2 separate regions of the Hordeum vulgare genome follow, and region 1 is linked to region 2. The links are chromatin contacts, called in public Hi-C maps. All regions are on one chromosome and are shown on one strand. Each heading gives the region's core, a stretch centred on a gene start, on an enhancer-like site or on the middle of the called end of the contact. The rest is flanking DNA. Distances are from core to core; before and after follow the strand shown.

The links. Hi-C and Micro-C count contacts between places; a contact is called where the count stands out from the background.
Region 1: a Hi-C map of seedling shows a contact between it and region 2, with 2.3 times the contacts expected there. The contact joins the promoter of LOC123402348 here to the promoter of LOC123450698 in region 2. A contact is called at or near these places in 2 of 6 Hi-C or Micro-C datasets (leaf and seedling).

What each region holds. Positions count from the first base shown.
Region 1 is chr1H:502,914,469-502,921,034 of MorexV3_pseudomolecules_assembly, reverse strand. It overlaps LOC123402348, which reads right to left and starts at 2,433. Exons shown (of 2, transcript XM_045096261.1): 1 at 1,556-2,433. The coding sequence starts at 2,355.
Region 2 is chr1H:502,780,378-502,787,050 of MorexV3_pseudomolecules_assembly, reverse strand. It overlaps LOC123450698 (chlorophyll a-b binding protein of LHCII type 1-like), which reads right to left and starts at 5,040. Exons shown (of 1, transcript XM_045127826.1): 1 at 4,023-5,040. The coding sequence starts at 4,961. The coding sequence ends at 4,161.

The DNA.
Region 1 (6,566 bases), core at 1,184-3,683, 140 kb before region 2:
TTTATTATGGAAGGCGGAAAGATTCCTTGGAAAGATAAAAGTAAAAACTCTTGTTTTCCTACCATGCATATATATATCTCAAAGTTTCTGGAAGGACAAACTTGTGATTACAAGGTTCAAAACAACATGACCGTTTTTTATATGTGCAGAAGTAAGACTAACAAGTTACTTTTTTCGCATGTCATAAATACAGATTTTTTTAGAAAATTATTTCAGAATGAAATCTCTGAAGAATTATTATTACTTAACAAAGTATTTTACAAAAATATTTACTTTTCAATGCTTATATTCTTAAGGCAGCCCTAATGAAAAGTGCCACAAGAGTAGCACGAAGCACTCCGGCCTGACCTTTTTAAACTAAAGTTGTCATCCAAAAGGAACGCAAAAAATTAAACTAAAATTTGCCATAAATTACCATTTGGAGCTGCGATGTGTTCGTGCCACACGTGTGGCACTTATCAAGGTCATAAAACAATGTGTGCCAGAAAGTATATTCTTTCTTCGTTCCTAAATATAAATATTTTAAGAAATTTCACTATTGAACTACGTACGGATGTACATAGACATATTTCAGTGTAGATTCAGTCATTTTGTTTTATATGTAGTCTTCTATTGGAATGTTTAAGAAGACTTATATTTAGGAGCGAAGGGAGTACATGGCTTTGCCTAGATGTTTCTTTAATTACTCAAAGGTGATAATGCATATTGCTTTTCCTACAAGAGAATATCACACAGAGAATAAAATTGTCTCTACAATTAAAGGAATACTAATAAAAATACATTTACATAGTACAAAGGCATTTGGTCTTTACGTTCCATGAGACACTTAGTAAGACAATTAATATTTTCCATACGTTCCATGGGACACTTAGTAAGACATTTCATATTTTGGTGTACACGTTGAGTAACATCAGCCGTTTGAAGTAGTGTTGGTTCGAATAACTGAGTACATTTGATTATTTTAGCGACTATATTTTTGCTTCATTTTTTGCTAAATTCCTCTTATTTAAGTGAGTCAAATATTTTCACTTCAACTACGGTTTCAACAGAATTAACATCAAATTGATAGTACTAAATTATCATGACTATTGTAGTATACTTAAATACTTTACATGAAGAACCATGACTAAAAAACATTTGATTGTCCAAGTGTCACATTAAGGACCATGCATGTCAATATCCAAATCATGTAAAAGTTATTCCTCTCTTCTTGGCATAAGTCTTTTGAGGTGTATGAGGATTAGAATGGAAAGCTTGGGGTTGATTTTGAGGCTGACAGAGAGCGTGTTGAATGATCATTAGATGCAAAATTAGGGGTTTAGAGTGGGCTAGTTGGATCCATATAGCGATGTATTTGTCATCACAAGTTATGGATATCCTGTGAGGAATGACTACCAATGAGTGCTTAGTGATTTGTGAAAACAAGACAGCAAGCAGGGGCACTTCCGGTGTGGACAAACCAAACAATGTCTTCGCACACAATTCTCATAATTTACATGTTGGTGTTACAATTCATCTCACACTCACATACAACTCGCATTCATCACTCCTGTCTTACTTTCCAGGCACGAAGTTGGTGGCGAATGCCCACGCATTGTTGTTGACAGGGTCGGCAATGTGGTCTGCAAGGTTCTCCAATGGGCCCTTGCCAGTGACAATTGCCTGCACGAAGAAGCCAAACATGGAGAACATGGCAAGCCGACCATTCTTAATCTCCTTAACCTTGAGCTCCGCAAATGCCTCGGGGTCGTCGGCCAGGCCAAGCGGGTCAAAGCTGCCACCAGGGTAGAGTGGGTCAACGATCTCGCCGAGCGGACCACCAGCAATGCGGTACCCCTCAACGGCACCCATGAGCACAACCTGACAAGCCCAGATGGCGAGGATGCTTTGAGCATGAACGAGACTGGGGTTGCCAAGGTAGTCGAGGCCACCCTCGCTGAAGATCTGAGAGCCAGCCTTGAACCAGACGGCCTCGCCGAACTTCACGCCATTGCGGGCAAGCAACTCGGGAAAGACACAACCAAGAGCACCGAGCATGGCCCATCGGCAGTGAATCACCTCGAGCTCCCGGTTCTTGGCGAAGGTCTCAGGGTCAGCCGAGAGCCCGGCGGTGTCCCATCCGTAGTCACCGGGGAACTCACCAGTCAAGTAGCTTGGTGGCTCGCCGGAAAGGGGGCCGAGGTAGAGCACACGGTCAGAGCCGTACCATGGGCTGCCCGACGAAACCTGCTTGGCCTTCGCGGCTGTCTTGCGCATGGTCACACGTGCCTCGCCAATGAGAGCCGGCGAGGGCAAGTTCTTCAGGGCCTTGCCGGCGAAGGACGAAGAGGAAAGAGACATGGTGGTGGCCGCCATTGCGCTGCAGAGACTAATAGTGTGCTGTGTGTTCTCCAAGAATGAGGCTTGAGTGTGTGGAGATGGTTTGTGAGGACATTGTAGCGAGCTATTTAAAGAGCTTGAGCCTTGAGGGAACATAGAGGAATTAATTGGTTGGTGTATGCTGACAAGAGAGGCAGAGGTGAAAAGAAATCTGTAGATTGGATGCCATTGGTGCAGCCAGAGGCCTTAAATGGATGAGATAGACTTGTGGCTATGGTTAGAGCTAAGGCTCATGGATGGACCAGCTTTAGTAAGACCGGTCGAAAGAGACTGCTGATTTAAAAAGTGAAGGCCACTGGCACGGGATAGTTTACCAGTTCATTTGGCCACATCGTCTTGCATATTTTCCCAACGTACATCACCCTGGGCGCTTGCCGAACAAATTTGGTATCTGGCGACTGCACGCTGAGTTTAATCGTTCCAGAAAATTTTCATATGGTTGGCACACATGTTTTTCGACAAAGGATGAATATTGTTAGCTCAAAAGGGGGCATCAAGAGGATCCATACACAATGAGGACACACCAAGCCCTCCTCATAAATACACACAACCAATACCAACACACGCACTAGCAATGCCAACAACTAGCAAAGTATATAATATGAAAGCTATATGACATGACTACAAGAGTAAATATGTTTTTCTTTGCCTCTTGTGATTTGTCTATCCCTAAAAATTACTAGGGGTCGGCCGGAAACCAAGGCAAACCAGTGAAACATGTGTGGACAGACCGGTGGGAAGACCAAGTTGATTTCGTGACCACCAATCAATTAGCTCTATACTCCTCTGCTTGTACAAAAATAAGACGCGAAGCATGCACACATGCATGCAGGTTATATATAAGCATTGGTCAGTGTCTAGCACAATCGCTCATCAAACATCACAAAAGGAAGGCACACAATGATCTTTTCACTACATGCTTGAGTTCACTTTGAAAGGACTTTCGTGGGTTGCTTAAAAAATATCTGTTATGTGTGTGCGTTGATGTTGGTTATGTGCATCCTAGTTATGTAGAGACCGGGCATGTGCTCATGATGCTTGTATTCTCATGATCCTACTTTATGAGTCAAATGAAAATGCCCTTTATCGAAGAATATTTGACCATGAATTTAACCAAAACACGTGGTTTATCTGTCACAAGAATTGTACGATTAATTTATATTCGGTTTTTTCCATTGCGCAGGTGACGGGGCCTTGCTGAAAAGAGATGAGGATGGCAAGTTCTTGCAGTGAAAACTGGGGAAGAGAGTGACATGCATGGTTGCTGCGGCCATCATGATGGTAAGACCGGAGGTCCGGTGTGTTCTCCAAGAATGAGGAGTGAGTGTGAAGTTGGCTTGAGGATGATAGGAAGTGGTGAGACAGAAGAATTTGACTGGCGTAAACTAACAAGTGAGAGCTTCAGAGCAAGAAATTTGTGTCTTGGATGCCACTGGTGCAGCGAGAATCCGATAGCCACAAAAAGATGAGATATACTTTTGTGGCTATGGCTGGCAGCCGGCAATCCCCTTGGCCTTGGAGTACCATGATTGAATTACACGCTGGTGTATGTGAGCGTGTCATGTCTTTTCCTGCAAAAGGAATAAATCGGAAATTCATTATTGCAGTTGCAGCCAAGGAATCTCGGAAACGCTAGTGGCCACAAAATCTATATCATGGATGTACATTGGTTTAACGAGAATGCCAGAGCCAGAAAGAGATGAGATATACTTGTGGCTATGGCTAGCAGCTGGCAATCTCATTGGATTACACTCTGATGTTCTCCCCCAAAAGGAAAAGATAGGAGATCCACTATTGCAGTTTCAGCCAGGGAATTTGCCACCTCAAGTTGAGCAAACACTTAGTGGACGCTATTTCACTGGACTGACTGTACATTTACTGCCATCATTCTGATTATACCATGGATGCTTCTGATTCTGACGACAGGGATGCATCTCATCATGTCGAATGCTACTTTTGTTCCAAAATAATTAGCGTACTTACTAGTGCGTGCAACCAAAATTCCCTAGATTTGACTATCGACACATCATCAGTTCTTTGAAATAAAATAGTATTATTAGTTTTTTTAATGAATTCGTTGCTGTTATATATTCATGTATATATTACAAGAAGATCAATGGCTAAATCTGTCAGTTTTCTTTTGCTGCCACTTAGACCCGCAACGGTGTTTCATGATGATGTTTTCTTGTCTGGTGACATTTGGCCACAGGCTTGAGCACCATAAAATGATCCGGCTGTTCAGACTTACGAGTTCAGATTGATGTTGGAGTTGGAACTCAGAATATTTGCAATGGCAGTCCCTTGGTGAAGATATCTGCGTATTGAGAGCTGGATGGCACATCCAGAACACGTACTTCACCGAGAGAGACACGATCACGAACAAAATGCAGGTCTATCTCAATGTGCTTGGTCTGCTGATGCTGCACGGGGTTGCTCGCAAGATATGAGGCACTGATGTTGTCGCAATAGCACGGGTCGGCGGAACCTGGAGCTCGAACAGAAGCTGGCGTAACCAGCAGGACTCGGTGACACAATTTGCCACACCCCGATACTCTGCTTCAACACTGGAACGTGAGATGGTGGGTTGGCGCTTGGAGGACCAGGAGACGAGGTATGTGCCGATGAAGACAAAGAAACCAGAGGTGGACTTGCGGGTATCCGGACAACCGGCCCAGTCCTCATCGGTATAGGCGATGAGATCCCTGGTGGAGGATTTGTAAATCTGGAGGTCATAGTGAGATGTGCCCTCCAAATACGTGAGAATGCACTTCACAAGTGTCAAATGAATGTCGCGAGGGGCCTGCATGAAGAGACACACTTTCTGAACCGCATAGGTAATGTCGGGGCGAGTGAGAGTGAGGTATTGGAGGGCTCTAGTGAGGCTGCGGTAGTAGGTGGGATTAGAGAGGAGCCGGCCGTCGATGGAGGACAATATGGAGCTGGTGTCGACCGGTGTAGGAACAGGTTTGCAATTGAGCATGTGGAATTGTGAGTGACATTGATGCCCAAGAAGTGGTGAAGGGGGCCGATGTGGGACAGCAAGGTAGGTGAGCTTGCGTTAAGGATGATATCATCAAGTTAAATGAGTAACTATGCAATGGAATTACCATGACGGAGGATGAAGAGAGATGTGTCACTCTTGGCGGCCCGAAACCCAAGGGAAAGGAGGAAAGTCTGAAAGCGAAGGAACCAAGTGTGAGGTGCTTGCTTCAAACCGTAGAGGGACCTGTGTAGGAGACACCCATGATCCGGCTTGGAAGGATCCACAAAACCGGCAGGTTGAGAGGAATACACCGTCCCTGTGAGTTCACCATGTAGGAATGCATTCTTTACATCGAGTTGGTGGATAGGCCATGAGTTGGAGGTGGCAAGGCTTAACACAACCCGAATGGTAGCAGGCTTGACGACGGGGCTGAAGGTCTCATCATAGTCGACTCCCTCTTGCTGCTTGAAGCCACGCCCGACCCACCGTGCTTTGTAGCGGGCCAAGGAACCGTCTGTGTTGAACTTGTGAAGAAAGATCCACTTGCCCGTGACAATGTTAGCACCTGCAGGCTTAGGCACCAAAGACCAAGTAAAGTTTCTCATTAATGCTGTAAACTCATCTAGCATAGCCTGACGCCAATGGGGGTTCTTGAGTGCAGACTTATATGTGGGAGGCAAGGGTGAGATGGTAGAATAGGCATCGGCAAGGAAGAGGCGTTTAGTGAGGAGGAACCCTGATTTGGCCCGAGTGCGCATGTGGTGGGGGTTGTGGGGTGGTGGAGCCGGTATTGCATGTGGGGGAAATCGTTGGGATGGCGTTGTGGGTAGCGCAGAGTCGGAGGAAGATTCGGTGGGTCCAGTAGTGGAGCTGGCAGGGCTAGTGGGCGGGAGATCCGAGTATTCGGGGAGTGGGTGTAGACACGGGATTGGTGGTAACGGCAGTCGAGGAGGATATCGTTGGGGAGCGCGCGACGTGGGAGGAAGCAGGCGACGCGACAGTAGGTGGTTGGGTGCTACACACTAGTGGGGACAGGGCCTATAGCCCCGGCCCGTAAGGGGCTTTAGTCCTGGTTCACCAACCGGGACTAAAGGGGCGGGACTAAAGGCCTAACCTTTTCGTCCCGGTCCTCTTACACGCCGGGACTAAAGGTGCTCCACGTGTGCGCCTCGTAGCGCCCTAGGGGAAGGCCCTTTAGTCCGGG
Region 2 (6,673 bases), core at 3,791-6,290:
ATACACAAGGGTGTGATATTAACCAAAGATAATTTAACAAAACGAAGATGGAGCGGCAGGGTGATTTGTTGTTTTTGTGAGCAAAACGAAACAATTAAACATCTTTTCTTAGACTGTCCTCTTGCAAAACTTCTATGGCGCACCTTACATATAGCTTTTAATATATCTCCACCTACATGTATGAATTCGTTATTCACAACGTGGCTCAATGGAGTGGACGGCAGAATATCGAAACTTATTAGAATTGGAGTCTGTGCGTTATTTTGGGCTATATGGAATACTAGGAATGACATGATTTTTAATGGCAAGAATTTCAACAACTTTTTGCAGGTTATTTTCAGAGCAACATCCTGGATCCGTACGTGGTCGTTACTCAGTCATGTGGAATCCAGGGATCTTATGGATATTGGGTGCAACCGATGGGAGACGGCCTCTCGGGTTATCTTCAACCGATTTGGATGGCGTGCTAATAATAGGCTAGGTGTATAGGCATCGTAGTCTGTTATCAGTTAAGCCGGATGTGGAATTTATTTGTTTAATTTTTGTATTGAGATTCAGAGATTTCTAGACATCAGACACATTTTTCTATTTATTATTAATAATATGGCTGCATGCATCGATTGATGCAGAGGCCGGGGGCTCGATTCCTCCTTTAAAAAAAAAATCCAAGTTGGTGGAGCAACTTTTGCACTTACTAAGACTCTCCAAGTTTACCGTAAGGCCCGACGTGTCAGTGTCTCTCCTCCTGGATCCACCTCATGGGTGCGCTGCCACACAGACAAGTCTAATGTTCTTGACAGGAAGATCAAGCTCTCGGGATATGTAGCACTGGGTGATTATTCCTTTATAGTCTCCGATAGCATCACATGTTCTTGTCTTCGGTTTGATGTGCCTGCCAAGAAGTGGCATGTCGTCATGCCTTGGACTCTATGGGGAGAATACCTGCCAATGGCTATGCCTAGAAACCACCTTTTAAACGGCGCATGTGCATTCATTGATGGTTTTATCTACACATGCTCAAATCGTGGGCTTGCTGTTTATGAACTACTCTCTGAAAATCATTGTGTGTACCTGAAAGGCCCAATCTTTTTGCCATTCTCGTGGTTGAGGAAACAATGGGAGAGTGAAAGAATGTGTTTGGGTTATGCTGGCAAAGAGGCCGACTCTGGTGCCATATTGTTTTGGGTGGTGCAAGGTGAATCTCTCTCTCCCCCTCTCAGTTATATATGCATGATGATGTTTATGAAACACGTCATCACCTCTAATGTTCTTGTATATGCAGCTGTGCTAGTTCGATTTAGGCCCCCTAAGAATCAAGTGTGGATCACCGCCGTCCGGGTTGAGACTGAGAAAACACCTAGTAAGAGCATGAAACCCGTGGAAACTAAACATCTCCTTTGTGCCACATCTATCATTGATCAAGTGGAAGGAATTGATCAAGAGGAAGTAATCAGAACCACATGCTTTGGGGTCTCTTTCTGATTGGGCAGATTGAGCAAATACTCCGGTCAGTGACACAGTGACAGAATCTTGCAATGGAGCCAAGTCAGGCCATGGCAGACACGTAAGCATCTGCTAATCTGCACATGATTCGTATGTTGTTGATTGTAGCCATATTTCTTACTAGATTCCACATGGATAGCGATGCGGCAAGCTGGCAAATCAGTGCAAGGATCTGTATGAAGGATTGAAATTAGGAGTGCTAGATACAAATCATACAATACTTGAAGTGAGTGAGCGAGAAATTTCCAACAGAGTACAGTGCCCGTGAGGATGGAACTGTTGAACTAAGAAGTGAGATGGATTGTGAAATACAGGTGAGAAATCCTCCTCGTCATGTCAACGGGTTGGTTGAATCAATGAATCGTGCAATGGAGTATATGTTTCGTCGGAGAAATGCAGTGACCATGAAAGGTCTCCTGTTCCACAGTCAGGGGAACCCACTGTTGGCTGGGTGCGACGGTATGAGCTACATAACAATTTTGTATGCTGATTTGTCGAATAGGACGTTTGAAAGTATGACTGAATCAGGTGTAAACATTGCTTAACTCTTTTACAAGATGTCTTGTTGTGTGGATCAATGTACTCCTGGAGCATTAATTGGCAATATAATTTATCCAAGCTTTGATCGTTTATCTGAACTTGGAAAATTTTGATTTCTTTTGTGCCCATAACTGGTGCGTTCGATTGTGCATTGCGCAATAACCACCACCTATGGGTTGATTTGTATGTTGTTGTTTGAATATTCAGTTTTGCTAAATAAAATCTAGCTGTTTCCTATCTCGTCAAATCTAGTTTTTTCTGCTGCAAGGTTTGTTGTCAAGATTCGTGTATGTTGGCTTGTCTCTGTCAGGACCCTCTGCTTCTTACTTGATAGGTTTGACCCATTTGCATCCCGCCCGTTTTTCTTGTCTTCTCTTGCTCTTGCTGCCGTGTATAGCTTTCGCAGAAAGATTTGTGTGCCCTGACTCCAGATTGCAGACAGATTTAAGATTGGAAGGGCATTGTCGCCGTAATTTTTTGGGTGTATTTTGTTTGAGATAGAGGTACTGATTACGTCACGCTTGAAGTAAGAAAGACAAAGCTCTAGGAGAAAGAGATAAAAGAGAGAGCGGTGGTTCTTGGTGGAGATCAGGCAACCGTCATTTTGGCTCCGTGGTTGAATTGTGCGTCGGGTACCTTGATCTATTAATTCCACATTTCTAGTGGTTAGTTTAGTGTGTCAGAAGTTTGTGCTAGCTGTTTGAGTGGTAAAAATCAACAAGTTTTTGCGAGCAGTGCATGTATTGTAGCTACAAATCACCACTCATGAGTTTCCAGCCAGTGTGATTTTAGTACCTAGTATGTGTGAGGATTGGGTGTTCAAACAACAGCAACATCAAATATAATTACTCTACCGACGATTATGACAAGTTAGTTTTGTTCTTGACTTACTGGTCTAAATATATTTCTCTTTATATTCTTCTTCCTTGGAGCAAGTTTGCGGTGCCGTTTGAAATTTTGACTTGTTGTACTGTACTGTACTTCTAATGCTATCTTACGCCCCACAACCACTGAATCTTGTGATGCTAATTTATTTTTCTAGTGACTCGTTAGGCCACACATTGTAGTTTCTTCAGTTTTGTCGCTTGAAGCCTTAAAATCTACTCACTCCGTTTCAAAATAAGTGTCGTGGTTTTAGTTGACACAGAGAGTACCTGCATATTCTGTAGTGGTTTTAGTTTCTTCAGTTTTGTCGCTCGTTGCTTGAAGGCTAATTTCAACTTTCAGGCATGTGTACTTAACTGTCTCTGTTGTGGATGAGTTTCTCGAGGCAGTCTGGCATTGCTTGCAACTTTCCAGACAAGTTCGTCAGATGATCTTCCTAGTTGATGTACATCTCTTTCTGTGGAGTAATAAACATCTCTCCGTGGAGATGTTTGCTGCCAGATCCCTGTTTCTTCTTCATTGCTTACCATTAATTTATATTCCCTCTGTCCTAGAATAATTGTCTCAAGCTTAGTATAATTTTATACTAGAGTTAGTATAAAGTTAAGACACTTATCTCGGGACGGATGGAGTATTAGATAGATGGTTGTTTGGATTTCGCTCTCAAACCTGACTTGCGCTTTCAATTCCTGCTGTTTGTTTTGTTTTTGGTTGTTTTAATTGCTTCCGCTGATATTCAGTAACACCTTGTTAATGTCTGTTTAATTTGGCTCTCAGTGTCTGTTTGCTTTGAATCACCCTGTTAATAAATCAAACTGAACCGGACAGGATCATTTTTCAGAGGAGAAAAATTAAAATCCAGAGAAAAAGAAAAGGAGAAAAATGGCAGGCAAATTCAGTTCTCACTTTCAAGTATCTGCTCAACTAAGAAAAAAACTAGACCGCACAGCAAGCAAAGATCTTGTGTCAGTTGATATTTTTTTCACCTAAGAAACTGAAAGCCGATCGATTGCAAGATCAACTAGCTGTTAAATAACACAGGTGATTGCATGCATGCTCTGGTGCATCATAAGAGATGATCATCTCATCACTCATCAAGTCTAACAATAGTCTTTTGCATTCAACCCTCGTACTTTACATCATGGTTGTACAAACGAAACCAGCTGCACACTTCATCGCGTACGTACGTGCACTGTCGGTTTCTAGACACTAGTGGTGACAACACACGTAGCTTACTTGCCGGGCACAAAGTTGGTGGCGAAGGCCCACGCGTTGTTGTTGACGGGGTCGGCAAGGTGGTCGGCGAGGTTCTCCAATGGGCCCTTGCCAGTGACAATGGCCTGCACGAAAAAGCCGAACATGGAGAACATGGCAAGGCGTCCGTTCTTGATCTCCTTCACCTTGAGCTCGGCGAACGCCTCGGGGTCGTCGGCGAGGCCGAGGGGGTCGAAGCTACCACCGGGGTAGAGGGGGTCGACGATCTCGCCGAGCGGGCCGCCGGCGACACGGTAGCCCTCGACGGCGCCCATGAGCACGACCTGGCAAGCCCAGATGGCGAGGATGCTCTGTGCGTGGACGAGGCTGGGGTTGCCGAGGTAGTCGAGGCCGCCCTCGCTGAAGATCTGGGAGCCGGCCTTGAACCAGACGGCCTCGCCGAACTTGACGCCGTTGCGGGCGAGCAGCTCGGGGAAGACGCAGCCGAGCGCGCCGAGCATGGCCCACCGGCAGTGGATCACCTCCAGCTCCCGGTTCTTGGCAAAGGTCTCGGGGTCGGCAGAGAGCCCCGCAGTGTCCCATCCGTAGTCACCGGGAAACTCACCGGTCAAGTAGCTCGGGGGGTCGCCGGAGAGCGGGCCGAGGTAGAGCACGCGGTCGGAGCCGTACCACGGGCTGCTGGACGACACCGGCTTGGCCTTGGCGGCGGTCTTGCGCATGGTGACGCGCGCCTCCCCGAAAAGCGCCGACGACGGCAGGTCCTTGACCGCCTTCCCGGCGAAGGACGAGGAGGAGAGCGCCATCGCGGTGGTCGCCATTGCTTCAAGGAGACTCGTGCGTGTCCGGTGTGCGTGCTCGCTAACAGTGGGGCTGTGGTGGTGTATGGCGGGATGGTTTCAGAGGAGCAGCGGAGGCGGCTATTTAACCCGGCGGGAGGAAGGGGAAGGGGATGAGACAGCGGGGGCCAAAAAATCTGAAGCTCGCACGCCATTGGCGGGGTGGATACCGCGGGCGAGGTGGCGCAACGGGAGCCTCAAGGTGGAGGGGACAGGTGTGGCTATGGCTCATGATCGCCGTTGGGGTTGGGCGATTGGGTGCCGTGGATTTTCTAGTGGCCGTGGGTTTTTCGTCGGATTTCTTCAGATCAGGGGCGTGTCAGTCTACTCAGTACTCACTCCACTTGGCACTTGTGGTTGATAATTTCACAGGGGACGGGCGTAAACGTAGCGCTCGTTCACGTGGAACCGTCGGTTTTAGCCGTGAGAAGCTGTGAAAAACGTAGGTGTCGTGAAGGAGATGGCAGATGTAGTTTTCATAGTGACGCTTGTTCTTATCCCAAGCTGGTTAACTGCAACTTGACATTTTTTGCAAGCTTGCCTAAGATATTGAGCTGCTCAATGTATCCATCTGTCTACTCGTACACTCTTTCTTTTTTTAGGGAGTGAAGGGAGTTGGCATTTCTTGAGGCTCCCTGCCTTTGCCATCCGTCTGTAACAAGCAAGTGGTGTTAAATAGTTTGTATGTCACACGATAATAACAAGCAAGTGTTGGGACTAATCAAAGCATGGCCATCAGTTACAGCAGTTAATAACCAGTCACGACAGATAATTAAACGTACAGAGAGAAAGGGCTGCGTGTTCTCAGCCTACATTAGTAGTAGATGATTTCCATGCACCTCTGAAACCCCAAAACAAGGTTTATACATGATGCATGGGACTTGAATATGACACAATTTAGCACTTGGAAGTATGCAAAGGAAGTGGTATTCAGGAGTTTTTGTCAATGGTCAGGGGTACATACTTCCAAGGTTTTTTCGTTTCGAAAGCAAAACAATTTTGGAGCTCAACAAAATACATGAATTTTCGGGAATAATTTTGGATTTGCAAGTTAAAATTTCACTCAATTTAGATGAGTTTTGACCTAATTTGAATTTATTTTGAAATTATTTTGAATCTAACTTGGAATCTCGGTGTTCAAATTATTTTGGACCCCACCGAAATATGTAAAATTTCATTGAAATTTCGTTCAAAATTTTTACCCTCCGTACGTCAGGAAATAGAATGTGAGGCTGCTACACAGTAAGCTACAATATCAAGAAGTCTATCTTCAACATGAGCAGAATATTCAAGAATCCATAATGACTAGCCAAGTCTTCTGATCCACCTTGTATATCTTAAATGGAAAGTGTGCTTACTGTGTTTGATGAGGATTTCTTCCCTATTCTCAGCCTACATCTGAAAATAATTTCCATGCGTCTCTGCAACCAACTCTAAATAAGGTTTTTACATGATGCGTAAAATTTGTATATGAAAAAAAAGTATTCGAACTACATTTTTTTTGGCGAAACGGGCTAACTATGTTTGGCGGAGCTGAAAGCACTACTGGTTGTTCTTGGCTTGGTCCTGTTTTTGTTACATCATTCTAGTTTAATCTCCTAGTTTAATGATGGAGCACAGATCTAATGGGTGGCATTCCGTCAGGTGGTTTTATATTCCATGATTTAAAAATCTTGTGTTACATAAGTGTGAAA